2 separate regions of the Rattus norvegicus genome follow, and region 1 is linked to region 2. A link is a contact called in public Hi-C data. All regions are on one chromosome and are shown on one strand. Each heading gives the region's core, a stretch centred on a gene start, on an enhancer-like site or on the middle of the called end of the contact. The rest is flanking DNA. Distances are from core to core; before and after follow the strand shown. Region 1 holds the start of C1qtnf9 (C1q and TNF related 9). Region 2 overlaps Spata13 (spermatogenesis associated 13).

The links. Hi-C and Micro-C count contacts between places; a contact is called where the count stands out from the background.
Region 1: a contact with region 2 is called in a Hi-C map of Schwann cells, with 6 times the contacts expected there. The contact joins the promoter of C1qtnf9 here to the enhancer-like site in region 2. A contact is called at or near these places in 2 of 12 Hi-C or Micro-C datasets (the Rat2 cell line and Schwann cells).

The regions. Positions count from the first base shown.
Region 1 is chr15:39,089,518-39,092,980 of GRCr8, reverse strand. C1qtnf9 (C1q and TNF related 9) reads right to left here and starts at 1,542. Exons shown (of 3, transcript NM_001191891.1): 1 at 1,383-1,542. The coding sequence starts at 1,542.
Region 2 is chr15:39,005,580-39,009,064 of GRCr8, reverse strand. All of the region lies in intron 1 of Spata13 (spermatogenesis associated 13), which reads right to left. Among named protein-coding and RNA genes, the nearest start is that of Spata13, 53 kb to the right of the region's middle. Within about 2 kb of position 1,779, at least 10 of the 93 cell types and tissues checked have an H3K27ac peak or open chromatin away from gene starts, as enhancers often do. A contact at or near this core is called in Schwann cells, where this site is marked.

The DNA.
Region 1 (3,463 bases), core at 293-2,792, 84 kb before region 2:
GGGAGGGAGGGAGGAAAAGAGGAAGTGATGGAGAGAGAGAGAGAGAGAGAGAGAGAGAATTAGGATGCAAAGATGGCTTAGCAGTTAAGAGCACTGGCTGCTCTTCCAGAGAACCTAGATTCAATGCCCTCTTCTAGTCTCTAAGGGCTACAAGCATGTGGTACCTAAATACACATGCGGAAAAAACATCCATACACATAAAAAAATTTAAATGTCTAAAAAAATGAAAAACTGAAGTGGAAGGGAATAACAACCAAGCAAGATGGAGAAAGATTTGCAAAGGGAGAGGTAAACAAATTTGGCATCACAGGTTTAAGTATATTCCTTTTGATTTATCTAGTAATCACCTCTCCTCTTCGTGTGTACAAAATATCTTATAATAAACATTAAAACTTCATATATTCGGGGTTGGTGAGATGGCTCAGTGGTTAAGAGCACTGGCTGCTGTTCCAGAGGTCCTGAGTTCAATTCCCAGCAACCACATGGTACAGCTCACGACCATTTATAAAGGGGTCTGATACCCTCCTCTGGCATGCAGGTGTGCGTGCAGACAGAACACTCATACACTAAAAACATACATAAATAAAAAGTTACATATAAAAAAAAACTTAATACATTCGAAACTAAGCACAGACCCAGACATGGTGACACATGCCACGGTCACAGCTCCTGGGAAGCTATGTGGTACCCCTCCCCCATCAGTCATTGCAGCCCTCTCAGTTATTCAAATGGTCTAGTCAGTCTCACAATGCTGATGGCCACATAACCTTAACTGTAACTTAATACATTTCTCTAAGTGTAAGAGCATTGATGCTGGTAACTTAAGAGATGTGTAGCACTTAATCTGTTTTATTATTAATGATTATTTATTCATTACCTACCTTAGAAATTAAACATCATCGTAGAATATATATGTGTATATGTGTGTGTGTATGTACATATATCTATGTATGTATACACATACATACAGGAGGAAGCAAGACATGAGTAGGGTTCTGTGCTTCCTATGGCTATCGGCGTCCACGGTGGGCCTTCTCCCTGTGGGTGGGGGTTGCTACTGTACTTAGTCATTAGATTGCTCCACTGGCCTCATGACAGGAACGACGCACCCCACCTGTAGTATCCCACTCAAATGCCCATGACCGCAGAAACACTTGTTAACGGCCATCGCCTGGCGGTGAGAAGCCTGTGGGGGCAGGGTGCTGCTGGCCTTGGCCTGCACTTCATTCAGCACCTGGCATAATGCCATGTGGCAGAGCAGGGCTTTGAGAAGTGCCTGCAGGGCACATGGGTGGGTGAGGGCAGGTGGAACAATACGCTGGTGGCGAGTGGGTGGCTGAGGGATAAGAGAAGGCTCTAAGAAGCTGCCAAGTCTCAGGTACCTGTGTCTCCTTTGTCACCCTTGGCACCGTCTCGTCCGTCTCTTCCGGGTAGGCCATTGTGACCTGGAGTCCCAGGGATGCCAGAGTGCCCTTGCCGGCAGGTGTCCTGGGAGAATACGCTCCCTGCGTCCATAACCAGTAGAAGCCACCAAATCCTCATGGTCAGACGACACGGTCTGGACTGAAAGAGGGAAACAGAAACCGGAAGGGGCATGGCCGCTGGGTGCAGGTGTAGTTGCTGGGCATGAACACGGCCTCTCCTTTCTGCAGTGGGACAGGCCTTGGTCTCTGGGCAGAGGTGTTGAGGAGTGACATGGCCTCCTCTCTCTGCCACGACAAAGGCCTGAACCAGATCGCACTGTGTCAGACAGGCAGGGCAGGAAAAAACCAGAGACCAGGTCGCTGACCAAGCTGGACTAGAAGGAGCTTGCCACACGCCTGGCACGATGGCACCTGACTAATCCCAGCACTCAGAAGGCTGAGAAAAAAGTCACAAGTTCCGGGTCAGCACAGTATACCGCTATGCAGTGAGACCCTATTGTTGCAAAAGAAGAAAGAAAAAGAAAGAAGAGAAAGGGACATTGTTCTCGGGTGGTAACACGTGGTTGGGACCGGTTTTAATGGTCAGTGGGTGTGGAAGACAAGTTTAGAGGTCAGGAGACTCTTGTGTCTATTGTTTCAATTTGAGCAAGCCACTTTTTTAAGCCACGTAAAAAATGTTTTCTTATCCCATGCGGCTAATGTAAAGACTAAACTTGATCACAGTATACATGAAAAATCACCCTAAAATAATAATTGTCACATAAAATAATTGACATATAAAATTGCCACCTGACCCAGCAATTCTATTCCTGGGAATAACAAAAAAACGAGAACAAAACATGCTTCGGGTTCCTGGCGGCAATGCTCCTGGCAGCCACTAGGGGGAGCAACCCATATGCACATCAGTGGATGAGTGATTATAGAATACGTGGTATATACATACAGTGGAATGTCATCCGATCTCAGAAAAGCAGAAAATCCTGCCCCCCTCCAGGACATTAGGTGGTGACAATCTGGGACTGAAAGACAGATCTGGTGCGTATGCAAAGTGATCCAAATCGTGGAGCAAGCAATACAGCAGGTGCCTGTAGCTGACGGGAGGGGGCGCTGTTCAGTGAAAGATGAAACCTCTGCGGGTCAATGGTGGCGATGGTTGCTGACTGATGTGACTGTATTTATTGCTATTCAGTCATACGGGTTAAAATGGTTAACCTGGTACGTTTGGATTTATGTATCTATTTTTACCGCACTAAAAACAACAAAACATTAAAGCTGAGAGGATGTGACTCAGCTGTGGAAAAGTTGCCTCGCACACGAAGCCCCGAGTTCCATCCCAGTACCACATAGAGGTACTAAAATTACGTGGCATTAGCAGCAACATGCCAAACATGCACATTTGGGGTGTGGCTACAGCTCAGTGCTAGAGCACTCGTGTCGCACATAAGAGTCCTTGGCTTTAACTCCCAGTGCACTTGAGCCTGTGGTGGTGGTGCATTCCTGAGCACACAAGCAGGTTGGGGCACAGGCCTGCGCGCGCGCACCATCTGGTTTTGCGAGAAGCACATTCTCAGTGCTTTCCTCTGTAGACACTGGTCCTTTTACTTGGGTTCTTGCCTGTTTGTATTTGTTTCCGTTTTAATCTGTCTTCAGCCTCAGCTTGGAGCTGAGATCTGGGCGAGAGGGGGAGATCTGTAGGCAAACTACTCCCTGTAAGAGGATCGGCATGCAAGGTCCTGCAGGGGGCTCTGCGTTTGATACAAGGTCATGGGACTCAGAAGTTCACCCGGCCATAGTTTCAGAGTTACATCCCCAGTCCCTGATATTGAGTGCAGAGCAGCGGGCTGGGCAGTGAGGGTTGGAGGCAAGGACGATGCGATGGCAGCTTTTAATATTTAAGAAGCAACACCGCCCCCCAAACCAAAGAACACATGGGTTAGTGCAACCCATCAGACCCCCAGATCCTGTGTACCACAGGCAGCAATGTAGATGCCCATGAGCCTTTGTAATGGCAAAACCCAAGGTGTCCATCTCTTTGACCC
Region 2 (3,485 bases), core at 530-3,029:
AAACAAAGCAGGCATTTAACCATTGTCCCCAAGGAGGCGCCTCGGTAGAGGCTGATCATTCAAGCTAACAACTGCTAATAGAAGAAAACCGCAAGCTCCAGGACAAGGCTGATTCACTAAGAATTACTCTAAAATTTACTTTTCATCAAAGCAAGAATGGAAGGCTTGCAAATATATATTCCTAAAAGGAGAAACAAAAACAACAACAACAACAACAAAAGACAGCTAGGGACGCACATTTAACACAACGGAGAAATCCTGAAATCCTGAGAAAACGCTAGAAGGCAAATGGTGAGACCTTGTTCTTTGTGTGAATGGGGAAGGACCTTTTATTATCAAACATCAACCCCACAGTGCCTTCCGGACATGCCTACTGAAACGCCAGCCTGTGTGAGCAGGGAGCTCGGTGAGTGGACTCCAGGGAGTTCTGACATAGGCCAAGTGTCTAAGGAAAGCTATGAGAGAACCTTACAGCATTACAGCAACTCACAGCCCAACACACCAAGCCAGAGAGGCCTGAGGAAAGGTCGTGGTAGAAGACAGCCCGAAAGTTGTACCTGTCCACAGAGTGATGTGAGGAAACACATGGGATTCTTAGAAAGTCAAGACTCAGGCATATGAATAAAATACCCTCCATCCTCTATACACACTGGTACCCAGTCCTCCTGCCTTTGCCCAAGCCTCCCCACAGCACTACCTACGCCCCCAAAATGAGAACACTGCATCTTTAACCTTTCCCATCAGTCAAGGCTGAACTAGACTTCAATGTCATGGCCCTTTTATTCCCAATAAATAAATTAAGAATTGAGGTTCAGATTATGAGACCACAAGAGGCCATCGGTCAGACAATGCTTACATTTCTAGGCTGTTGGCTATGGTGAGGTGCAGATATAAATACAGCATCACTGAGCATTCACAGACATCTGAGGCTATCAGAATGCACTCTGCTTTACAGACAGCTGCATGGCCGAGTGGGCAGGTGAGGGCATTTGTCTAGAGGTCCTGCAGCTGGTCCTCTCTGAATGGTACAGTAAACCAGTGCCTGGAGGCACAGAGGCACAGCTGGGCTCTGTCCTCTGGGCACATGACTCCAATCCCAGCACCTAGAGAAATCAAATCCCAGCTGGTTTTAGATTCTAGTCAAGGCCTTTACCTCCAAAAGCAGTGAAGGCAGGAGGAGGGAACTGTAGAGAACCCGGGGCTCCATTTTACTTAGCTTACCTTTTTCTCAAGCTGGATTTGAGCTATGTGAAGAAGCAGTCTGCTTTACCTGCTCTCCCGCACTGCTTCCCTTTCCCTTTGGCCCTGATCATGCCCAATGAGGAAGGATTGTCAGGGAGAGCCAGGGGAAAACGGATAATGGATTGATGCCACCCAGGATGTGGGAGTCTCTACTGACTTAGCCTGTCAGCACTTTACTAACAGCAAGACTGATGATGGCCTACTGTGGCCTCTATGGTGCACAAATCTAATGGAGAAGACAGTGTCTGAGAGGTGTGGGGGTGGGGAGGGGCTGTGGGTTGCATCTGAGTAAGCCACAGGAGCTGAGACTTCATTCTGTCTGAGAGGTGAAAGGGGCCAACAGTTAGGTTGTCTGTCTGTCCTCAGCAATGTGGGAGTGTGCTTACTTCCATACACTTTGGAGTCCTAGAGTGAAGTATCCACGCCCAGTTCGCAGGCAAGCACTGACTGCAAGCAGAATAGTAATAATGGACTTGTGCCCGTCACACAGGGGAAGGCAGGGTTCCGGCCTTAGAGTTAGTGACACCAGTAGAGGGCACCACAAGACCTTTTTAGCCCAGGACAACCCTTGTGTTAAGGGGACCCTGGAGGCTCAAGCGATACAAAGAAGCATGTTGGGATGTTTGGAAATGCTCCTTGGAAGTCATGGGGCTATGCCTCGATGCTAAACCTACTTCTGCCACACAATCTCAGCAATCCATCTCAACCACCTGTGCTGCATGCCATCTATGAACTAAGAGGCTCCTACCAATCAACTCATGATGCCATGATCCTCCAGAGGGGCGAGCAGCAGGCCAGGCCCCATGAGGAGTTCAGGATGGTGAGAGGAAGTTGGCATGAGGAAAGGGCAGTTGGGAACACGGTCTGCCTGGGAGGAGGTGAATGAAGGTGACCAGGCTCTACTCTCAGGCAAGAGCCAGGGGTGGGGGTGGGGGGAGTGTGGGGGGGGTGAGGCGGTCCAGAACAAACTGGAACAAACTGGGAGGGGTGGCCCAATGCAATGAGTGCTGAGAATCATGGGAAATAGGGCCAGATGTCTACACGCCCTGTGTATAAAACCTAATCATTGCAAGACCAATTGCAGGGGTCCCTTTCTCTAGCCATGACTTCCAAGGAGCATTTCCCATTCTCCGTAACACTAAAGTGAATAAGAAAATCCTTATCATGGGTTTCCGTGGGGCAGGCGCCTTACATGTATTACCAAAGTACAATGATACTGTGGTAATGTGAACAAATCTATGGGCTGTTAAGGTTTGAGAACCAGGAGATTGCACGCTTAGACTTATTCAAGATTATTACCTTGATACAAGACTGTATCATTATTTAGGTGACAGGTCATCACTTCTGTATTTTTCCCTTTGTATTTTTCCTTCGTTTTAACTGGTGATTAACTTTAGAGGCTTCACACATGCTAGACAAGCATCCCAGCCCTGAGCTATCTCATGGCCCCCTTTTTCAATGATACAGTTTCATTGTCATTTGTCCTATTACTCTTTTACTTTGACACAGGGTCTCACTAAGTTTGTATCTGAACAGCAGTCCTCCTGCCTCAGCCACTCCAGTAGCACTAGAGGCCCTGCTCGTCACTATTTTTCTGGGTTGACGCTTACATTTTTATTACACTAGTAAGCATTTACTTTAAAGACATTTAAATTTACATTCAGACTCCATCTGAACAGGTTTAGAAAACTAACCATTCACTGTTAGTTCACGAGCTGGACAAGGCCATCGCTGTTCACTGTGTTAGAGTGGAAAGCGAAAATCACAGGAAGGGACAAAAGCTTTCCCAGAATCTCCGAGCAGCACACCAAGTTGCATTATTTAGAACTGATGCTTTGACCCCCATTAACTAACAAGGACCGCAATTCAATTACTGGCTTCATGGCAAGCCTTATAAATCACGGGACCTCTGCCAGAGATGCTTATGAAGGAGACTACAGGAAAGAATTCGAGATGGGAATATTGTAAAACCCAGTTGCCCACAAGCTGGACTCCGGGGTGAATGAACTTCACAGTGAAATATTTCTCCCCACTTGTAATGAGAAATCTCTAAAAACAGCTGTAACTGACAATTTTCAATTAGAACCAGAAATGTTACAGGCGTAAAGTATGGACCAGCTTTACTGGGCTACAGACACCACCTCAGAGTACATCTGATGCTCTGAGTCAGTGAGGCTGGGGACTGCCGTCAAAGGCCGCCCATCCCCATTCATTTCGATGGTTCCAGTTATGTTCAGACAAAT